4 separate regions of the Sus scrofa genome follow, and all the other regions are linked to region 3. Evidence: chromatin contacts called from public Hi-C and promoter capture Hi-C data. All regions are on one chromosome and are shown on one strand. The core of a region is the stretch at or near the end of the contact, and the rest is flanking DNA. Distances in the headings are between cores, read along the strand shown.

Evidence for each region. Promoter capture Hi-C pulls out the DNA fragments that hold promoters and counts their contacts. Hi-C and Micro-C count contacts between places; a contact is called where the count stands out from the background.
Region 1: a contact with region 3 is called in a Hi-C map of fetal skeletal muscle, with 1.9 times the contacts expected there. The contact joins the promoter of PBXIP1 here to the promoter of ADAM15 in region 3. A contact is called at or near these places in 1 of 5 promoter capture datasets (liver), 3 of 47 Hi-C or Micro-C datasets (embryonic fibroblasts, fetal skeletal muscle and liver) and 2 of 2 datasets of contacts at active chromatin or transcription factors (alveolar macrophages and skeletal muscle).
Region 2: a contact with region 3 is called in a Hi-C map of skeletal muscle, with 1.8 times the contacts expected there. The contact joins the promoter of FLAD1 here to the promoter of ADAM15 in region 3. A contact is called at or near these places in 1 of 5 promoter capture datasets (liver), 5 of 47 Hi-C or Micro-C datasets (heart right ventricle, liver, omental adipose tissue and 1 more) and 1 of 2 datasets of contacts at active chromatin or transcription factors (alveolar macrophages).
Region 4: a contact with region 3 is called in a promoter capture Hi-C map of liver, with 2.6 times the contacts expected there. The contact joins the promoter of EFNA1 here to the promoter of ADAM15 in region 3. A contact is called at or near these places in 1 of 5 promoter capture datasets (liver) and 1 of 47 Hi-C or Micro-C datasets (liver).

What each region holds. Positions count from the first base shown.
Region 1 is chr4:94,834,026-94,838,922 of Sscrofa11.1, reverse strand. It overlaps PBXIP1 (pre-B-cell leukemia transcription factor-interacting protein 1), which reads right to left and starts at 1,558. Exons shown (of 11, transcript XM_021089739.1): 1 at 1,430-1,558. It overlaps PYGO2 (pygopus family PHD finger 2), which reads right to left. Exons shown (of 3, transcript NM_001185175.1): 3 at 2,375-4,897. The coding sequence ends at 4,104.
Region 2 is chr4:94,811,484-94,816,103 of Sscrofa11.1, reverse strand. It overlaps FLAD1 (FAD synthase), which reads left to right and starts at 2,592. Exons shown (of 8, transcript XM_001929375.6): 1 at 2,592-2,761; 2 at 3,225-3,449. The coding sequence starts at 3,369. CKS1B (CDC28 protein kinase regulatory subunit 1B) reads left to right here. Exons shown (of 3, transcript NM_001243542.1): 3 at 1-335.
Region 3 is chr4:94,745,311-94,750,237 of Sscrofa11.1, reverse strand. It overlaps ADAM15 (disintegrin and metalloproteinase domain-containing protein 15), which reads left to right and starts at 2,145. Exons shown (of 21, transcript XM_001929336.5): 1 at 2,145-2,356; 2 at 3,579-3,685; 3 at 4,324-4,400. The coding sequence starts at 2,278. DCST1 (DC-STAMP domain-containing protein 1) reads left to right here. Exons shown (of 16, transcript XM_021089738.1): 16 at 1,494-1,808. The coding sequence ends at 1,745.
Region 4 is chr4:94,671,671-94,676,864 of Sscrofa11.1, reverse strand. EFNA1 (ephrin A1) reads left to right here and starts at 3,423. Exons shown (of 5, transcript NM_001123110.1): 1 at 3,423-3,514. The coding sequence starts at 3,423. It overlaps LOC106510138 (a long non-coding RNA gene), which reads left to right. Exons shown (of 3, transcript XR_001308360.2): 1 at 1-992; 2 at 1,176-1,305; 3 at 2,881-2,966. LOC102158536 (a long non-coding RNA gene) reads right to left here and starts at 2,889. Exons shown (of 3, transcript XR_002343426.1): 1 at 2,286-2,889.

The sequences.
Region 1 (4,897 bases), core at 309-2,808, 89 kb before region 3:
CCAGGTGGCAGTGGGAAGTTACTCCAGCTTCCAAAGCCTGACACAAGGCAGGATAGGAAGATCGTAACCTACTCCTTCATCCATGGCCAAGACTGTCCCCCATCCAGGCTGGCAATGGTGGAGGGAGAGATGAGCTGACCCCCTAGAGTCTTAGATTCTGATCCTTTAGAAGGGGCTAAATGACGGCTTGCTGAGGGGTGAGAGGGGTGGCAAGTGGTAAAGGACTCTAAAAGGAAACCTTGGGAAAAGGAGCGAGGCTGGGGAACAAGCATGGCACTTCTACCCTAGGAAACCGCCACACTGCCCTCTTCTGTTTGAGCTCAAGTGAGTCCTACTCAGTGCCCTACAAACCTCCTGTGGCCCTTGTGCGTCAAGATCCAAGCCCAGGACAGATGAAGGACACCTCACAGTGTCTCCCAAGACCTATGCCTTCCAAACGCATGCACCCACCCCACAAGGAGACAGGAGAAGGGCGCAATGACTTCCCCACATCCCACAGGACACCCCTGGCAGGCTTCACAGGCATCCAGAGAACCATCACTGTGCAGCCTTCTGGTCTCAAGCCCCTCCCCCACAGTTCTGTCATCATCTCCCCATCCTCAGTTGCTGTGTGTGACTTTTAACAGGTGGTGGCAGGGAAGTGGCAGCAGCTTGGGCTGAAGTCCCTGTTTATCCTTAGCTGTATACGGCCTGCTCCGGTCCTCCAGAACCAGGCACCATGGTAACCACAGTGATGTCAGACCCACTGTCTCCATGGAAACCAGCAAGGTATTTGGGTCAACAAGACAAACACTTCTGAGACCTAAACAGGAGACAGTCCGGAACCCCTGCACTCAGAGTTCCAAATACTTGTTGGTCTCTCTCCCTTGGTTGGGTTCACCCAAGATTCCAAAAGATCTCCCTGTTCTCCCAAGCCAGCATCTCACTGCCCTATTAGGAAGTTCCTCCAGCTGTCTAATCTCCACCCTGGCCCACGGTGTTTTCAGATCTCTTTCTTCTCATCAACCTCTAGGAAGAAAACCCACCTCCACCCCCTCCTCTTTCTTTTCATTCAAGTAGGATTCAACAAAAACACCCTATAAGGATTGTCAGGAACTTGGGCTACTTCCAAAAGACAACTAAAGGGGGAGCTCTCCCACCCTCCGTAAAAAGCTGGAAAGTCTCGTCTAGCTGATTTCAACCCCCCATAAGAGTTGCTCCCCCAAATCTCTAGAGCAAATGACACAGGGCTGCAAAAACTTGCCTGGGAGACCTAAAGCAAGTTCCTGTTTTGGAAACGGCCGCCCATGATCCCCCTTCCGCCGGCCAAGAAGCGACAAACTAGCTCTGAAGATCCTCGGAGGAGCCCAACCGCTGGAGTTCTGGCCCCCCTCACCTCTATCCTTCCTCGCACAGGGATCCCTGTGGGCCCTTCTCACCGGGGCTTTACCTGATCCTGCTCCTGGCTTCAGTCTTCCCCTGAACTTGTTGCTGCCTCTCCAGCTTTACAGCGCCAAGAAAGGCAGGTCATGTGACCTAGAACCGGCCAATAGAAAGTCAACTTCCCTGAGGGGGCGGAAACTTTTGGCCAATAACAGCTAGACTGGAGAGCCACGGGAGGGGAAAGGAGGGGGGGAACTGCAGAGCCCCGCAACCTGGTTCCCCTCCCTGCGGGACGGCTGGAGTGCCAGCAAACTGAATATTGTCACCTCCCCTCCTGGGAGCAGCGTCTAAAGAATTTCTGGAGCCAAGACCCAAAACTGAAAGGCAAAGGGTGGCTTCTCTAAGACAAGGGGCCAGGTTGGTCCCAGGATAGACAGAGACAGCTGCAGGATGGGGGAGGGGAGTGGCCAATTGCGGGTTGGAAATAGCCCTTCGGCCACTCTCATGCTGCCCCAGTGCGGATTGTTTAAGGATGCCGCTATTTACAAAAAAAAGATGAGGGGGGCCTGAAAAGTATCCAAAAATGAAAACTTCCGGACCCAGGGGCAGCCCCTGATCCCACCCTTGGAGCTATGCTCGCTGCCTAACCCAAATAACTGGGGAGTGGGGTTGTGGGCGCTAAACCCCCAAGCACTAAAGACAGTTGTCTCCCCTGAAGACTTGGAGCCAAAGCTCCGGCTTGGCTCCAGGCCTGGCCCAGGAATGTGCTCAGAAAGGAAACTTGTTCCTCACAGCAGGGACACGGGGGGAGAGGCAGGGAGCACAGGCCTCCCTGGGCTTAGCTGTTTGTACCAGGGCCAGCCCAGAGGGCTGAATCTTTCTGCTGTTCCCACTTCCAGAGACACCCCCCCACACACACACGGATACCTATCTTCACCCCCAACCAACCTGCCCAGGGATGACTGGCCCATTCCAGCCTTGTACCCACACATCAACAGCAAGGGCTCCAGTCTGGATTTTCCAAAGTCATTTTATTAATCCAACCGTACAAAACTTTCCCCACATCTCTGCCACCCCCACTTGCTTCCAAAAAGTTGTGGAGTGAGGGGGAGAGAGGGATTGAGCTGACACCCCACCACCACCGCCGCCCCTCAGGAGCCACCTTACAAAATGCTGCCATGGGAGAGACCACAAAAATAGCAACAGATGGAAGAGGAGCGAACAGAACCACAAACACAACACAAAGTTGAGGGAGGGGGGTGCCATCTCTGCTGTCCGGTGGGAAGAACCCTGGAGAAGAGAAGCCCAGAGGCCGCTGCCTTCTTTTTCACAGCCTCAAAGGCTGAATGCTGCACTGGCCAAGTTCTGCAGCATCCGTGTCTTCTCTTCACACGGGGAAGGGCCAGCAAGGGACCCCCGGCTCCCGTCGGGGCCACGCCCCAAGCCTGCCTTCCCCACCCCACCGAGGAATGTGAGCTCTGGCTGTAAGGGAGGGAGCAGCTGTGAGGGACTCCTCCTCAGGACCAAGGCCCTTCTCTGGCAGGCAGTGCTTTAAAAATGAAATAAGAACTAAGCCCAGCGCAGGACCCTGGCTGAGACGAATGGGAACAACTAGATGACCTCGCCCGAGCAGATACAAAGAATAGCAGGGGAAGAGAGAAGCAAAAAACATCCAGGCTCTGGACTGATTTTAGTACCATGGCAATGAGGGTCCCGCCGTGCCTCCCCAACCCGCAGGCCGTGACAGGCGTGCTTTCATCAGGAGAAATAATGAGGTATGAGGGCTCCACGCCTTTTCAAGCTTTCTTTCCATCAAGCCACCAGGGAGACAGGGAAATAAGGGCGCCAAAAGTTGAAGACCAGCGCTGAGAAAAATGTGCAACACAGGGGCAAGGGGGAAGGCAGTACAACCAGAGTCTAGGCTTCCAGGACAGTCTAAATGTCAAATATTCTGGTCTGTCAGACCACATATCCCAATTTTTGGCAAAAATATGATCATTAGGGAAAAAGCACAAGAGAGGCTGGGAAAGGACCAGTGACTTTGGTATGAGGGGGATATGTCCTGACAGCATCTCTTACCTACTGTTTCGAAGCCCCAAATCACCAAGAAACGGCCACAGCCACGAACTCTCCTGCTTCTTCAAGCTATTTGGTTCTCTCTGAGGGAGGAGGAGTTGGGTGGGTCTTGGAAGAGGCAAAGGGAGGGAAGGACAGAGGAAAATCTCCATTTATTCCCTAAAGCTGTCTCCCAGCGCCCATGAAAGGACTACTGCAGAGATGGGAAGAGACCCCAACTCTTCTGGCCAGAAACCTTTAATATTAGACTCCAAAAACTAAGGCTGGAGCTGCGGGGCTACAGAAGCGTTAGGCACAGGTGTTGGGGGCATCCGTCGTCTGCGGAGGGGGCGCCCCTGCCCTTCAGATCTTCCTCCAGCCTCTTTTCTCTTGCAGCCATACCCCCAGGCCTCCAGAGACAGCCACCAAAAACGGCTCTGCTCGGCAGGGCTTTGGTTTTCTGGACCTCGGTAGATCTCAATGCACAAGTTTCCAGAAAAGTGAGCGATCCAGGCTCTTCTGCCTGCCCCCCCTCAGTTCCTTTTCTGCCCCCAGGAGCCACTGTGTTTCTGCCGCCCCATGGGGATGGGAAGCCGGGGGAAACAAGGACTAAGAGCCAGACAGGCCAACAATCATCCTGCAAGAGCAGGGAGGAATGTACACACTTCCCTGGCACCTGGCCGGCATCACCCATCGTTAGCCACCACCAGCTGCCCCATGCCTTCTCGGATGTAGACAGACTGGATCTCCTTGGTCTTGAGGCAGAGATCACAGGCCCAGACGGCAGAGGCCTCGGTGGTCAGCAGCCCATAGGCGCTCTCAGTCATGCCCGTGCACTCGCGGTGGAACCACTTCTGGCAGGAAGCCTCGCACAGAATGGCATCTTGGTCGTCGTTCACCTCACTGCGACAGGCACCACATGGATACACCAGGCCTGGGGGAGGCTGGGGCCCTGAGCCCCCACCTGCCTTGCCAGGGGGTGCCAGGCTATTGGCATCTGGGGTGCCCCCACCCCGCCCACTGCTGCTTGGGGGAAAACTGGGCTGATTCCCATTAACAGCAGCAGCCGGGGAGCCTGAGTGGGGCTCCTGGGGAAAAGCAGTGGGAGCAGGTGGATTTAAGGGCTTCCCGCCATCCTCACCACCAGGGGCAGGAAAGCCAGGGTCGGGACCAGGGAAGGGACTTGTGTTGGGGGGCAGGCTGGGGAGCCCCTGACCAGGTCTCTGGAGAGGAGAAGGGCCAAAAGGTGCCCCTGGCTGAGCAAAGCGTTGGGGGAGAGAAGGGGGGCCCAGCTCCCCTCTGGGAGGTTGTCCCATGGTGGGTGAGATCATGGGGCCAAATCCCCCCACCGGGCCTGGCATCATCTGCCCACCCGGTGGGCTAAAGTTCTGACCCAGAGGCTGGTTGAAGGGTTGGCTGGGAAAGTTCATGTTGCCTGGGGGTGGGTAGCCAGGTCCCTGGGGGGGCATGTTGAAAGCAG
Region 2 (4,620 bases), core at 1,343-3,842, 65 kb before region 3:
AAAGAATGTTCTATACACTGTTTGACTGTGCTGATGACTGCTTTGCTCCTTAAGCAGAGCCAACAGGACCACGGCCCAGCCGGATGAGTACTCTTTGGGTTGCAAACCAATGTAAACTCTGTATCCAGAATACACTAGGCAGATGGAGGAAGCATCTGAGAATAAGACCATGGCTGTTACAAGGATTGTGTAAACTTGCTGTTTCGTTTTTTTTCCCCGCCAGGTGTTGTGTGTATGGTGATTTATGTTTCAATGTATTGGAAGCTTTCCATTTTATTCAAGAAATCTGTTCCATGTTACAAGCCTTGATTAAAGAGGAAGTTTTTATAATCTAATTGTCTAATTATAAAGGTTTTTCTCCCCCCTCCATCCCATTCACTATCGTGGTTCTAATTACATGCCCTTCGGTGAGATAATGAAGCTCAGCTCTTTGCAGATAATGAGGTTTATTTCAACCTCAGGTAACTGGTTTTTAATCTACTTTAAGCAGACTTTGCTGTCAAACAGCTACTGAAATACGTTTCTAACTACAGGCCTAAGAGGTTATCTAGGGACAACATCATCTCATCAAAACAAATGAACTGTTTTCTATGGTCATGGATGCTGCTAAGATAGCTCTGATTTTTGAAGAGCATACAAGGGTAATGAGAGGGGCCTGTCAGCCAGAGGCTGCTAGTGCACTTCACTTCCTGCCCAGCCTAAGGCTCGGGCACACCTATGGCCTGTTCACTCCACACACTGGTTTAGGGGTGTTTTCAGTGGTTCTCACTTTGAGCATTGGAATCGTCTGGGTGGCTTTAGAAGTGCTGATGCCTGAGTCTTTCCCAAGGAAGTCGACATAATTGGTCCAGGGTGTGGCCTGGATGAGGGGATTTCAAGTATTCTTATACAGGTAGTTACAGCACTAACCTTTGAGAAAATAATTGTAAACTGTGGCTATTTAAGAAAACATGTCGCCCAAGAATTAACCCACTACTTTTAACAGTAGTGCTAAGTAAGGGGAATTAACCTCCTCCCTTCTGCCGGTCTTCCATTCATTTATTCCTAAAGCGGTAGTTCAAGTGTGGTCCCTGGTAGAGAAGCATCAGTATCACCTGGAAACTCAGAAGTCCACGTTCTTGGGCTCCACCCTGTACCCACTGAATCTGAGGGTTGGACCTAGTGACATTTTAACAAGCTCTCTAGGTGATTCTGATGCACATTTTAAGCTTGAGAACCCGCTGTAAAGGATGGGACCAGAGCTGATGGTTGGGGGTTGGGGGGAGTGTCACATATCGTTATTACTAATACAGATCATTTCGCATATGGCTTATGTAATTGGGAAAGCCCGATTTTTTTTTTTTTTTTTTTTTTTTTTTTTCTTTTTGAGCTGAGATTCTTTGAGTTGGAAGAAACACGGGGCTTATTGAGAAAGAAGGGACTAGAAGCCTGGCTCTACCATTCACTGTGGTGTTTCTGCGGTTGTTTGGGATAGTAAATTCAGGCCAGGTGTGGTTCAACAGTGCTCCAGATGAATGAATTTTAGACTTTTAGGAAAGAGTGTCGTCAGCATGACAGGAGGGTTTGTTAAATGCAGATCTCAAGCCCCACCTAAACCTCCAGAATCCCATAGATTTAATCAGCACATTAAAAAGGCCCCCCCTTATGATTCATGAGTATTAGGGTTTAAGAAGTACTTTTTAGACTAAAAGCAAGTGAAATAAGAGGAAGCTAGAATAATATGATAATCCAAAATAGACACATGGCACTCCCTAGTCACTGCCCTCACTTGTACCCACAAGACCAATTAACTGGGAGAGGTTATGTTTAAAGAACCATCTGGAACAAGGTGGGGCAAGACTTTTTCTTGTCGAAGAGGTTTAAGTAATTAGCTTTATTGTTTATAACAGGGACAAATGAAAGTTCCATACACTAAAAGCTCACCTCCAGGATCTTGCTACCTCACAGGCAATGCTGCCAATTTTTTTGGTGTCCGTGCAACTTCCATCTGCTACAATATAAAATCCCCTCTGATATTAGCCCCTGACCCCTTAGAATGAGTCATCTGTTAATGAATAACAGATATGCATACAAGAATCTGAATACAGGAGTTCCCGTCGTGGCTCAGCAGTTAACGAACCCGACTAGCATCCATGAGGGCGCGGGCTTGGTCCCTGTCCTCGCTCAGTGGGTTAAGGATCTGGCGTTGCCGCGAGCTGTGGTATAGGTTGCAGACGCGGCTCGGATCTGGCGTTGCTGTGGCGTAAGCCGGCGTCTACAGCTCCAGTCGGACCCCCAGCCTAGGAACCTCCATATGCCGCAGGTGCGGCCCTAAAAAGACAGGCCCAAAAAAAAAAAAGAAATATGAACACAGAAAGGAGATTAGAGTCAAGCCTCCCTTTACTTCCACCACCAGACAGGAAACCCCAAAGCCCTTAAAGCACCTGCACCCCTCATCGCTCCTTTCACTCCAGAGACGCCCCAAATCCCGCCCCGAGGGAAAAGAAGCCCCGCCCCCGACTGAAGGCCAGCCCCCACGTTTCCGGGTAAGGGGTGACCACGTGGTTGTCACCAATAACAACCCAGCACTACTCCCGCCCACTGGCTACAGCTCTCGAGCGATGATCGACTACACCAATGGGCCCTTAGAAGTAGTCTGAGCGACAGCCAAAATGACCAATTAATACGAGGTAGGTATGAGTCTAAGGCGGGACTCTGAGTACGGAAGCTGCCCCGAAACAGGAGGAGAGAGGGAAAGACCCGGTGAAAGGGCAAGAGGCAGGTGAGAACCTGGAAAAGCTCAGTAGTCTGAAGCGTGGCGGGAAGAGACAGTATTCCGGGCTGGAAAGGGTGCGGAAGGCTGCAGAAGAAGGGGCTGAGTTCTGGTTGGGGGTGGAGGGAGGGAACGCATTTAAAGGGGCCAAGGCCCAGGCTAAGGTAGACATTTAAAGGAACAGGTGCGGTAAAGAGAAGAGACATTTATTTAAAGGCGCAGATGCGCAAGGTAGAGCGGACCCTAGAGGAGCCGAGTTCGGCGGGCAGAAGACATTTAAAGTGGTAGATGTTCTGGAGGGAACATTTTCAGGAGACTAGAACCGAGCCTAGAAAACATAAAAAGAGGTATGGGCTAGGGTTTGAGAGCAGGTTTATTAAAGGGGCCGGTGTAAAGGAGTCGATTGTCAAGGGCCTAATGAGGAAGACGGTGCACTCCTGCTCTCCCCTATTGTCCTTTCTGGCTCCTCCAGGTTCCCTCGACCCCGGAACCCCTGTTCCCAGGCTATGACCCCCAGTGCCCTGTAGATCTGGCGGGCCCCCAGTGCTTGCGACCCCTATTTTGGGGTCTGGGTGGCTACTGGAGGGCCTTGCGGAGGGGCAGAGAAGGCAGGACCATGGCATCTAGGGCCTCTGAACCTCCCCCAGGGCGCAGCGTGACGGCGGGCATCATCATTGTTGGAGATGAGATCCTCAAGGTGTGTCTGGGACAGAAGAGGGGGGAGGGTGCAGCGTTCTCCTAACACGTTCTGTTAAGGGAGGGTGAACCAGGGTGGGAGCCCCCCTTGCTACCGTAGGGTCCTGGAGTGAGTCCAGTATATTGCAGGAAGAGTGACCTTCATTTATTCAATTACTCTGCTGAAAAACTTGTAGCAAAGTCCCTATAATTAGCCATGCTGTGTGGGAGGGGAGGAGAGGCTTTAACAGCAATGATGAGGAGGAATTCCGGGTGTGGCACAACGGGGATAGGCGGCTGCTTCTCTGGAGCGCTGGGCCACAGGTTCCAGTCCTGGCTGGCATAGTGGGATACAGTGGGTTAAGGATCCAGAAGTGCCGCAGCTGGACCATAGGTCACAACTGCTGCTCAGATCTGATCCCTGGCCTGAGAACTCCATATGCAGTGGGGTGGTGGGAAAAAAAAAAATGACAAGGAGTCCCATGTATACAGGAGGTATTATTTCAGAGTTATAGCCAGCCTAACTGGAAAATGATCCGAGGCATTCAGCAGAGTAGCTAAGTGGGATGGAAGGAAAGTACCAGAAGGGAGAAATCCCTTCTGAATGATCAAGGAAGTCTCATGAGAGGTCACGGTGAGCATCAGGTTCACAGTAGTACTATTACGTGCTTACTAGGGCCTGGCAGCGTGCTTATTACATGGCCTGTGTGGTTTTACTGATCCTCACAACAACCCCATGACGTGGGTATTTTTACTGTCAATATCAATGAATAGATTATGAGAATAAGGCTCAGAGTTGAGAGACTCACCCATGTGGAACAGCAGCTAAAAAGTGGTAGATGGGATTCCAACCCGATTCTCACTCCAGAGTCACCCTTAACCGCTAAACTCTGTGGAGAAGTAGAAGGAGATGGAGCTGGAAAGGAAGAGTGCATACACACCATAGACAGGCGGCCTCGAATATTCTGCAGAGGTATTTGAACTTTATTCTGTACAGGGTTGGAAACAACAAATGGCTTTTGAGCCAAGAGTGATGCAATCACAGTGACACGTTAGGAAGGTTATTCGGGACGCATGGGGCAGGGCGCTGTGGCTGGAGGCCGGGAGCCTGGCCAGGGGTCTGTCGCCACTGTCCAGGTGAAAGGTGCCAAGGACCTGTTTGGTGGCAGGAGGGACAAGAGAAGAGAGCAGAT
Region 3 (4,927 bases), core at 896-3,395:
GATGATGATAATAACAATATCTGCCTTCCATGGTTATTTTTTGAATTGAGTCAATTTACTTACAGTTTCTTGGTACAGGACCCACATTACTTAAAAAAAGTGTGGCAGCCGTTCTTATTCAATCAGCCCTAAGAAAGCTCTGAAAAGTGAGAGACTGTGTTTGCTTGACTTTTTCCTTCAGTGCCTAGAATCTCCAACTCCCATGATGCACAATAGGGGCTGAATGAATGTCTGATGAAAAAAATTAGCATACCATGCGAGCCGGTGAGCGTCATGTCCCCCTATTCCACCATCTTGATGCGGCCTCTTAAGAAACCCACTCAAAATGAACATACTGGAGTTCCCGTCGCGGCTCAGTGGTTAACGTATCCGACTAGGAACCATGAGGTTGCAGGTTCGATCCCTGGCCTTGCTCAGTGGGTTAAGGATCCGGCATTGCTGTGACCTGTGGTGTAGGTCGCAGATGCAGTTCGGTTGCTGCATTGCTGTGGCTCTGGCATAGGCCGGCGGCTACAGCTCTGATTCGACCCCTAGCCTGGGAACCTCCATATGCTGTGGGAGCGGCCCAAGAAATGGAAAAAAGACAAAAAAAAAAAAAAAAAGAAGAAGGCCAAGCCGAAGAGTTCTGCATTTTTCTGGCAGGAAGTGGGGCCCCTGGAGTCTCTTGAGCAAAGAGTGACATGATAAAGTAGCCTGAGAATTCCTGGCAATTGTGTGGAGAGAAGGTGGGGTGAGGGGGAGGGAGCATAATGAGCCAGGCTTATGATTTGGAATCAAGGTACCTAGGTCCAGCCAGGTTTGGTTATTTCCTGGCTGTCTGCCTTTGGAAAAATCACCTAACATTTGTGAGATTCATCTTTCTTACATATAAGGTGGGGGAACACAGTAGTAATAGTCTTACCTGCCCTACTCACTTCTCAGCCCCAAGGTAAGAATCAAATTAAGACACATTTGGGGAGGAGTTCCCCATGAGGCACAGTGGAAACGAATCTGACTAGTAACCATGAGGTTGCGGTTTGATCCTTGGCCTCGCCCAGTGGGTTAAGGATATAGTGTTGCCGTGAGCTGTGGTGTGGGTCGCAGACAAGTCTCAGATCCTGCGTGGCTGTAGCTGTGGTGCAGGTCGGCAGCTGTAGCTCCAATTCGACCCCTAGCCTGGGAACCTCTGTATGCTGCGGGTGCGGCCCGAAAAAGAAAAAAAAGAACAAGACAAATTATGGGAAAGTGTAAATGATGATGATTGTTGCTGTTACTGGTTGGTTCCTCCCAAGGCTGCATCCTCCCACTTCATCACGGAGGGAGGCTCACGGAGTGAAGGATGCTCTCTAGGATCCACTTCTTAGCAACCTTGTCTTCCAGGGTCTTCTGTGCCCAAGCTGGCTTCCCCCAACATGTAGACATAGTCAGTCCTTCAGACAAGAAGTGCTGTCCAATAACCCCTTCTCTCCTCCCTGCTCCTCGAAGAGCTCTAAACCTGCCTTGCCTGCCAACAGCGCCGCCGCCTGGCGGACATCCTGCACCGCCGCTGTCCTCTCTTGCGCCCCTGGCTCCGCCGGCGATGCGTGGTGTGCCAGGCATCCGAGACGCCCGAGTCCTACGTGTGCCCTACGCCTGACTGCGAGGCGGTGTACTGCCGATCCTGCTGGAACGATATGCGGCAGCGGTGCCCGGTCTGCACACCCCGCGAGGAGCTCTCCTCCTCCGCCTACAGCGACAGCAACGATGACGCTACCTATGCAGAGTGAAGGGGGTTCCTCCTCGCTCTCCCACATGCTCCTTCCTGTTTAATAAATGCTTAGTACACTCCTGTTGCCCGCGCTTCGCAGGGGTCCGATAAGGGAGGGCGAGCCCCGCTCTGCATGGCGGGCAATCAAGGGAATTGATCCGCCTGATCCGGGCAGACCCGGGCTTCAGGACACGCGGCTGGCAGGAACGGGTCCAGACCCAGGGCCAGGTGTAGGCGCGACTCCCAAGCCGGTCGGACCAGGCCTCCGCTCCCACCCTGCACAGTAGCCAGAAAGTGGCGGGACAAACCAGCTAGGGCAGCGCAGGGAATCTGAGTCGTTGGCTGAGTCCCCGCCTCTTTGGGACTGGGCGCTCGGCGGAGGCGGGGCCTTCCCGGGGGCGGAGCCTGGCCCTGGGCCCGGTGGGAGGGGGCCGGGCGGAGCCTGGTGACCGCTCTGCGCCGGGAGGTGCGTGAAGCAGACCCGGCCGCCGCTGCTCCTCGGCGAGCGGCCCAGCACCTGCTGCCCTCGCCCAGCCCCGGGCCCCGCTGCCATGCGGCTGGCGCTGCTCTGGGCTCTGGGGCTTCTGGGTGCGGGCAGCCCTCTGCCCTCCCGGCCGCTCCCAGATATAGGTGAGTGCTCAGCCAGGAGCGGGCCGGGGGCGGACTGGGAGGATGCAGGGGTAAGTCGGGAGGCACTGGGGTCCTGGGGTCGGCTGGAGACCCTGGGAGACCCCAACCGGGGCGCAGCCCGCCCTGGTCTGCTGTCCTGGACCGAGGGCTCGGCGACTCGGAGATGGAATGGAGAAGGAAGGAGGGGGGATGCCGGCGCTCGCTGCCCGGTTTTCCCCTGCTCCGTCCCTGCGGACACTTTTAGGCTCCGGCATCAGGCACCGAGGGGCCTGGACCAGCGCCTCCTCGGGATCGCGGTAGAGGGTCGCTGCTCCCCAGGACTGACGTCTTCGCTCCTCTGGGGCCTAGCTGCCCGTTCCACCCGGTGCCAGGGCGCCGAGTAGGCACGACTCCTAGGGTTTGGCGAAGAGAATTCTTCCTGGTCCCTCATCCCAGGCCTGAGCGGCCAGACACCGCTCACCCTGGTGCTGATGCCACCAGAAGCCTTGCTGGGCGGGAGGGGGTCCGGGAGGAGTCGGGAGTGGGGAGAATTGGCCGGGAAAGAGACTGGGACACCAACTCCTCCTTGGAACTTTCACTTCCCGCTGCTGTCTTGGGCCGGGGGCCGAGAGGGCAGGCGCGGGTGGAGTGTCCGGAGGAGAGAGGACCATTGTGGAGGGCAGGGGGCGGACTCCGGGAGGAAGCGGAGGCTGTGGGGAGCGGGTGTGCCTCGTTGGGCATGAGGGGTGTTTAGGGAGGGGGGTGTTTGCACTGCTCACCCAGAAATGGGCGTTGCCGGCATCTCTGATGTGAGGAAAGGGAGGGTGAGTGGGCACCGGGCCACAAGGCTTCGCCCAGTCCTGAGTGGGGGCGTTCCTGGGGCTGGGGGGGGGTCTTTGGAAGGGAATGGGAACTGGGGGAGGGTCCCTGTGAGAACCTGGGATTGGCCTGAGGGGGGACCGGGAGGGGCCACAGGCTGGACAAACTGAACTTCTTTCTGGGGACTTGTGGATGAGTTGGTGGGATGGAAGGGAAAAATTGGAGAGAGGCACGCCCCACCTCACCCCCCGCCCCGTTTAGTAGTCTCCTTTAAGTCCCAGCATGCAATGCAGGAGTCCTTCAAGCAGAGAAGGGCCTGGCTATGCTGGGAGCCAGGTGGGTCAAAGGATATCAGCACCCCCCCTCCCCAGTCCTGGTGCTGATTCTCTCAGCACTCTCTCAGGGTGTCCCGGGGTCTCTGCAGGTGGCACTGAGGAGGAGCAGATGAGGCCAGAGGAGGCCCTGAATGGGCCTTTGGAGCCCCAGATCCTTCAGGACAACCTCACCCTCAGCCTAGCAGAGGTGCTTCCGGTGAGCCTCCCTCGCCCCCCAAATAAAGAAACACACCCCCACCGGGCACCATCCTGAATAAACAGGTGTCTCGAGGCAAAGCCTGGTGGAGCAGCAACCAAGTGGACCTCACTGCAGCATGGCCATCCCAGGTCTGGCTGCCTCTCCCTCCGCAGAGCCGGCACCTGGCTTCACTTAGCTCCCTCTCCCCTCTATGCACACATCTGTCTGCCTCGGCCCCGCCCAACCCATCCATCTCCACGGAGAAATTCTGAGGCCAGACTTGCTCTCTGGGTCCCCTGTTGTCAGTTTTCTCAGTGGGGGGCCTTGGAGAGGGTCAGGGCCTCACCAAATACCCTCCCTTCCCAATTCTAAAGCTGAGTCAGAGGAAGGGCTGGGGCCCACACCGGGTGCTCCACCGTGCTTCCTCTCTGGGCAGGAAGCCGAGAAGGGGGGGCTAGGATACCTTCCTTGACCTCCCCGCACGACCCCCCAGAACAATGCCCCAGGCCAGGCAGGGCTTCCTGGTCCCTCCCTTGGGATCCCCCCACCAATGATCTAATCGTTGGTGCTCTCCTAAGGGCCTGAGGTTTTCTGGTTAGAGAAGATAGGAGTTTGGGGCAGGGCCAGGGAGGTGACATGCCCTCTGGTGCCCACAGACCGGTCTGCCTGAGGCTTTGCGGATCAAGTTGGAATTGGATGGTGAGAGTCATATCCTGGAGCTGCTACAGACTAGGTAATACTGACAGTGGTAACATTAACAACGACATGGTTAACAACCTATAGAGCATCGCCACGTGCCACGTGCTAAGAGCTTGAACTCATTTAATCCTCCTAACAACCCCATAAGGTAGATACTATTGTGTATTTTTTTTTCTTTTTTGTCTTTTTAGAGCCACACCTGCGGCATATGGAGGTTCCCAGGCTAGGGGTCTAATTGGAGCTGTAGCCGCCGGCCTACGCCACAGCCACAGCCATGCCAGATCCAAGCCACGTCTGTGAACCTACACCTTAGCTCACGACAACGCTGGATCCTTAACCCACTGTGCCAGGCCAGGGATCAAACCTGCGTCCTAATGGATGCTAGTCAGATTTGTTTCCGCTGAGCCGTGACAGGATCTCCCACTATTATGTGTTATTATGGGCCTCATATATGAAGTCAAGGCACAGAGAGGTTAAATACCCTGCCCAAGGTCCCACAGCTAGTGTGTGGTGAAAACTAGAATGGAACCCAGGTAGCCGAGCAGAGTTTGAGGCCCAGCC
Region 4 (5,194 bases), core at 2,174-4,673, 75 kb after region 3:
GGGCTCTCAGCAAGGGAGTAGCAACAAAGCAGCTGTGCCTATTCCAGGCTGGAAATGGTACCTCCAGGTCAGCAGTGCCCCACAGGTGGACAGCACCCCCTCTAGAGGCCCAGCCTCCCCAGGGCACTCAGAGAGTTAATCCGGTCCCTGAGGAATTCCCAGAAAGGACTCAATGTGGGAATTTCCCAGACAGGCAGGCAGACAGACAGACACCTCAGACAGCTCCCGCCACTGAGCACAGATGTTTGCCTGAGGGTGGCGGTGCTGAGAGCCAACACAGGCGCACGACTTTGTGATGAGAGGGAGCCCAAAGCAAGAACCAAGACAAGACCCGCCAGGGCAGGCTAGGTGCTGGGGTGGGGGAAGGGATAGGGCTGAGTTGGTCTGCGGGTCTGAGTCTCAGAGTAGTGGTCCCTTCGGAGGTCTCTCTGTTTGGATGGCAGAGTGCCTGCAACGCTCCTCCTGGTCCACCAGGCGTCGCAGTGGCCCCCGTAGCGTCCGGACGGCAAGATCGAGCTGTGGGTCTGCAGCGCAAGCTCTTCCCCTGAGCAAATGTGTTGTATAAATGGTGTCTTATCTACTTCCCCTACTGGTCTGAGGACTAACCAAGGGCAGAGGTTTTATCCTAGACGCACTCTTACCCTCGGTGCCCATCACAACAGCTGGCATCTAGAGGTGCCCCATTAGGTCTGACGAACGACCTCCAAACGCACAAATACAGGAACAGGAGAAGCGTGATGAGCTCCAAGCCTCGAGAGGGAATGTTGGGGACAGCGCCAAGCCAGAGAAAGGGCTCCGCGTCCTGTTCGTGCCCAGAATTTCCCCCCACCTCTTCTCCACCCGTTTTGCTCCAGCCCTAGACACAGGCGGGGCGGGAACGGACGTGGCCCCGCCGGGCTGGGCCGAGCGAGCCCGAACCTGCCCGGCCCAGCGGCGCAGCCCAGGGACCCCACACGTTCCCGCCCAGCAATCCCAGCGGTCAGAGAAACCCGGTAATGTGCCCCCAACTGTCCCCTCCGGGGGCAATCCTGGGCGACCCTCTCTGAAGAGCCACCGTCACCACTTCCCTCTCTAACCCCTCTGCCGTTTTCAGAGCAGCACTTCCTGCAGAACTAACACTGAGCAGTATTTTCACTCACTCTACCAAGATTTCTTGACTACCTACTGTGTGCTAGGTGCTGTGCCAGGCGCTGGCAATACAGTAGTGAACAAGCAAAAATCCCTGCCCTCGTGGAACTTCGGTCTATGGGACAAGAGCAGGGGCGGGGTAATCCCACCGGGGACACGTGGGAGGCTGACACCCAGGTGAGCAAAATGCGCGTGAGGCGCTGCCCTGGGCCTGGTCGGCGGGTAGACTTCGACCCCGGCGGGAGGGGCGGGCTGCACCTGGGGTAAACGTGGGGCCGGGCACGTCGCCTGGGGCAGGTGCGCGCGAGGGGGTGGGGTAGGGTCCGTGCGCAAAGCCTGGCCGAGACCCGGACACGAGGTCACAGGGCCAAGTACCTAGTCTGCGCTAGGTAAATATTTATCCTACGCGCGGCAGGACGGGCCGAGTCTGGCCTCTAGCCGCTTGCGCCCCACGCGGGGTGGGGCCAGCTCGGGCCCTCCCCCCGCTCCAGGCTCCTCCCCGGCGGGGGTCACCGCGGGACTTGCCGCAGCGTCCCGGCCCGAGTAATTACAGGGAGCTGTAGCCAGGCCTGGCCGTAAAAGAGGAGGATGAAACAGCCTGGGAACCAGGGAAGCTGGGCCCAAGCCTTCGGGGCCCCTGGGTCTGCGGCTTCCCACGTTGCGCAGCCGCGTGAAAAGGCTGGCCAAGGGTGCGCACAGAGTCGCAAAACCAACTCTGGGCGCGCATGCACACAGCCCCACAATCACACACATGAACCACCAAACGCACGCAGGCACACAACAGTCGGCCCTCCAGCTCCACACACACACACACACACACACACACACACACGAGCCTAATCAAACACCTGCCCGCCCTCTCCACTCTGAGAGCTGGGAGGCAGACACCCACCCGCCAGCCCTGCTCCAGACGGCAGCAGATCCCGGCGGGGAGAGGAGCCCCGAGAGGCGAATTCCAGAGGGTTTGTTTACACGGCGCGGGGGAGGGGGCGAGCTGGGTACCGGGGCCTGACTGACTGGGAGACCCAGACGCCCAGCCTGGGACGCTGCACAACAACACCCATTGCCTGTCCCCAGCCCCCGGCCCCCAGATACAGCTCGCCTGTGCACGCTTCCCCTCCCCTTCACGCGCTGTTCACAAACATTAGCATACGTACGTCAAAGTTTCACACGCTTCCCCACACGCCGCTGTGATACTACTCACAAATGCTTTCACACTTGCGCGCCATCACACGTATTTACACATGCCAGATGCACATGTGTAGTTACAGTTTGTCACTCTTCAGGCCCAGATTCTCACAGTCCATATTTCAAAGCCTGTTCGCAGGGGTACACAACGTGTGTTGGCATACACACACACACACACACACACAGATCATTAGTGCTCTTTGGCCCTTTAGAAACAAGAGCGAACCCTCTCGCAGGCCCAGGATCCCGAATGTCCCTCCCTCTCACAGGCACTGATGGACAGAGGCGCCCTTAGCCCTGGCCGCACATGTTACACACACTTGATCACACACAGGGTCGCACTTTATTCCCGGCATCTAGGCGATGACACAATCTCCCGAACAAAGACAACATTGACAAACCCAACAAAAACAAACAGCCGCGTGTGTGGGGAGGGGCAGCCGATCGCAGAGTCCGGGAAGGGGGTTGGGGTAGGAGAAGAGTGTGGGAACGCGGGCGCCCGAGCTTGGGTGTGCAAGGCTCAGGAAAGATGCGGGACCTATCAACCGCCTCGCACCCCGCAAGATCCGCACGCAGCGCCGCCGGGGAGGTCCGGCCCCCGCGTGCTCCAAGACCCACATGTGGAGTCCGCTCCCTTCTCCCGCACGCGACTGCGCCCGGGACACTGACCCACCAACCCGCACAGGCCCACAAAGCTGCACAGGGACCCACGAGTGAGCAAACACACAGCGCTGAGTAGATTTGTCGGGCCGAGGTGCGCGCTCCCCTCGGCTTCCCCCCGCCCTCCCCTCCTCCACCTCCCCCCTGCCCTCCCCTCCTCCACCTCCCCCCTGCCCTCCCCTCCTCCACCTCCCCCCTGCCCTCCCCTCCTCCACCTCCCCAGCCCCCAGGCCCCAGGGCGGCCGCACGCCGGGCGGGGCGGGGCGGGGCGGGGCGGGGCGGGGGCGGGGCGGGGTGTCGGGCGGCGCCGGCCCAAAAGGCGGAGTCGCGAGGCGTAGGGGCCAGAGCTGTGAGCACGGTGCTGAGTGAGCCGCCTCGAAAGCCAGCGGGAACCTAGACCCCGAGGAGCCCCCTCGTCCCCGGCCGGCCTGGCCAGGCCCCGCGCTATGGAGTTCCTCTGGGCCCCTCTCTTGGGTCTGTGCTGCAGTCTGGCCGCTGCTGACCGCCACACCGTCTTCTGGAACAGTTCAAACCCCAAGTAAGCCCGAGTCTCCGGCCGACAGCCTGGGCGCCCGGTTGGCACTGCTCCCCGTGTCCAGGTTAACTGTCCCAGCCACCCCCTAACCTGAGTCTTTGGGGGGGGCGGTGACCGGCGGCGGGAGGGATCCCGTGGATTTCCTTCTCCCCCGTAACTGGCAGTACCCCACCCCCAGGCGGGACCCTGCCCGCGTCGGCTTGCACAGGCACGGTTTCTGCGCTTCTTTCCTTCCCTCTGGCACCCCTGTTACTCCGAAGTGAGGGACCCACGCTGAGCAGTTCCTGCCTCCAGCAGGGGCCACTCTCCCTGGCCGCCAGAGCTCTTGTTCTAGGCCCTTCCACGGTGAAAGCCCCTGTGCCTCTCCTTGGGTGTCACTTGGCCATCTGCCTACACTGACAGGTCTCGACATTAGGAGTAGGCAGAATGCTCACTGTAATCCTGCGAGGACCCTTCAGCAGGGACCTGGGTGCAGGTATTAAGTGTTCATTCTGTATTTAAAGTGTCCCTGGAAAGACCCCACCACCAGCACCACCAAGGGCCCTTTGGGTGGCACAAGTGAGGTACATGCTCTGTGTGCGTAGGCTTTGGGGAGTCACCTGCTTCTGAGATTCAGGTAGTAAAACTGGAGAGAATAGGGGAGCGAGGTCATGGGAAAGGTTCCAAAGGCCGGGAAGGGGGTTAAAGGGTTACGAAGGGCTTTGGGCAGGAAGGAGTTAATTTCTCCTGGGCAGGTTTAGGGCTGTGAGGCAAATGGTACTGGGAGGAAGAAGCTCCATCGGACCCTTTGTTCTTTGTTCTTGAGTTTTCTGAAGTTATGGGAACAATATTTGCGGGGAAAACAGGCCAGCGGGAACCTAGACCCCGAGGAGCCCCCTCGTCCCCGGCCGGCCTGGCCAGGCCCCGCGCTATGGAGTTCCTCTGGGCCCCTCTCTTGGGTCTGTGCTGCAGTCTGGCCGCTGCTGACCGCCACACCGTCTTTTGGAACAGTTCAAACCCCAAGTAAGCCCGAGTCTCCGGCCGACAGCCTGGGCGCCCGGTTGGCACTGCTCCCCGTGTCCAGGTTAACTGTCCCAGCCACCCCCTAACCTGAGTCTTTGGGGGGGGCGGTGACCGGCGGCGGGAGGGATCCCGTGGATTTCCTTCTCCCCCGTAACTGGCAGTACCCCACCCCCAGGCGGGACCCTGCCCGCGTCGGCTTGCACAGGCACGGTTTCTGCGCTTCTTTCCTTCCCTCTGGCACCCCTGTTACTCCGAAGTGAGGGACCCACGCTGAGCAGTTCCTGCCTCCAGCAGGGGCCACTCTCCCTGGCCGCCAGAGCTCTTGTTCTAGGCCCTTCCACGGTGAAAGCCCCTGTGCCTCTCCTTGGGTGTCACTTGGCCATCTGCCTACACTGACAGGTCTCGACATTAGGAGTAGGCAGAATGCTCACTGTAATCCTGCGAGGACCCTTCAGCAGGGACCTGGGTGCAGGTATTAAGTGTTCATTCTGTATTTAAAGTGTCCCTGGAAAGACCCCACCACCAGCACCACCAAGGGCCCTTTGGGTGGCACAAGTGAGGTACATGCTCTGTGTGCGTAGGCTTTGGGGAGTCACCTGCTTCTGAGATTCAGGTAGTAAAACTGGAGAGAATAGGGGAGCGAGGTCATGGGAAAGGTTCCAAAGGCCGGGAAGGGGGTTA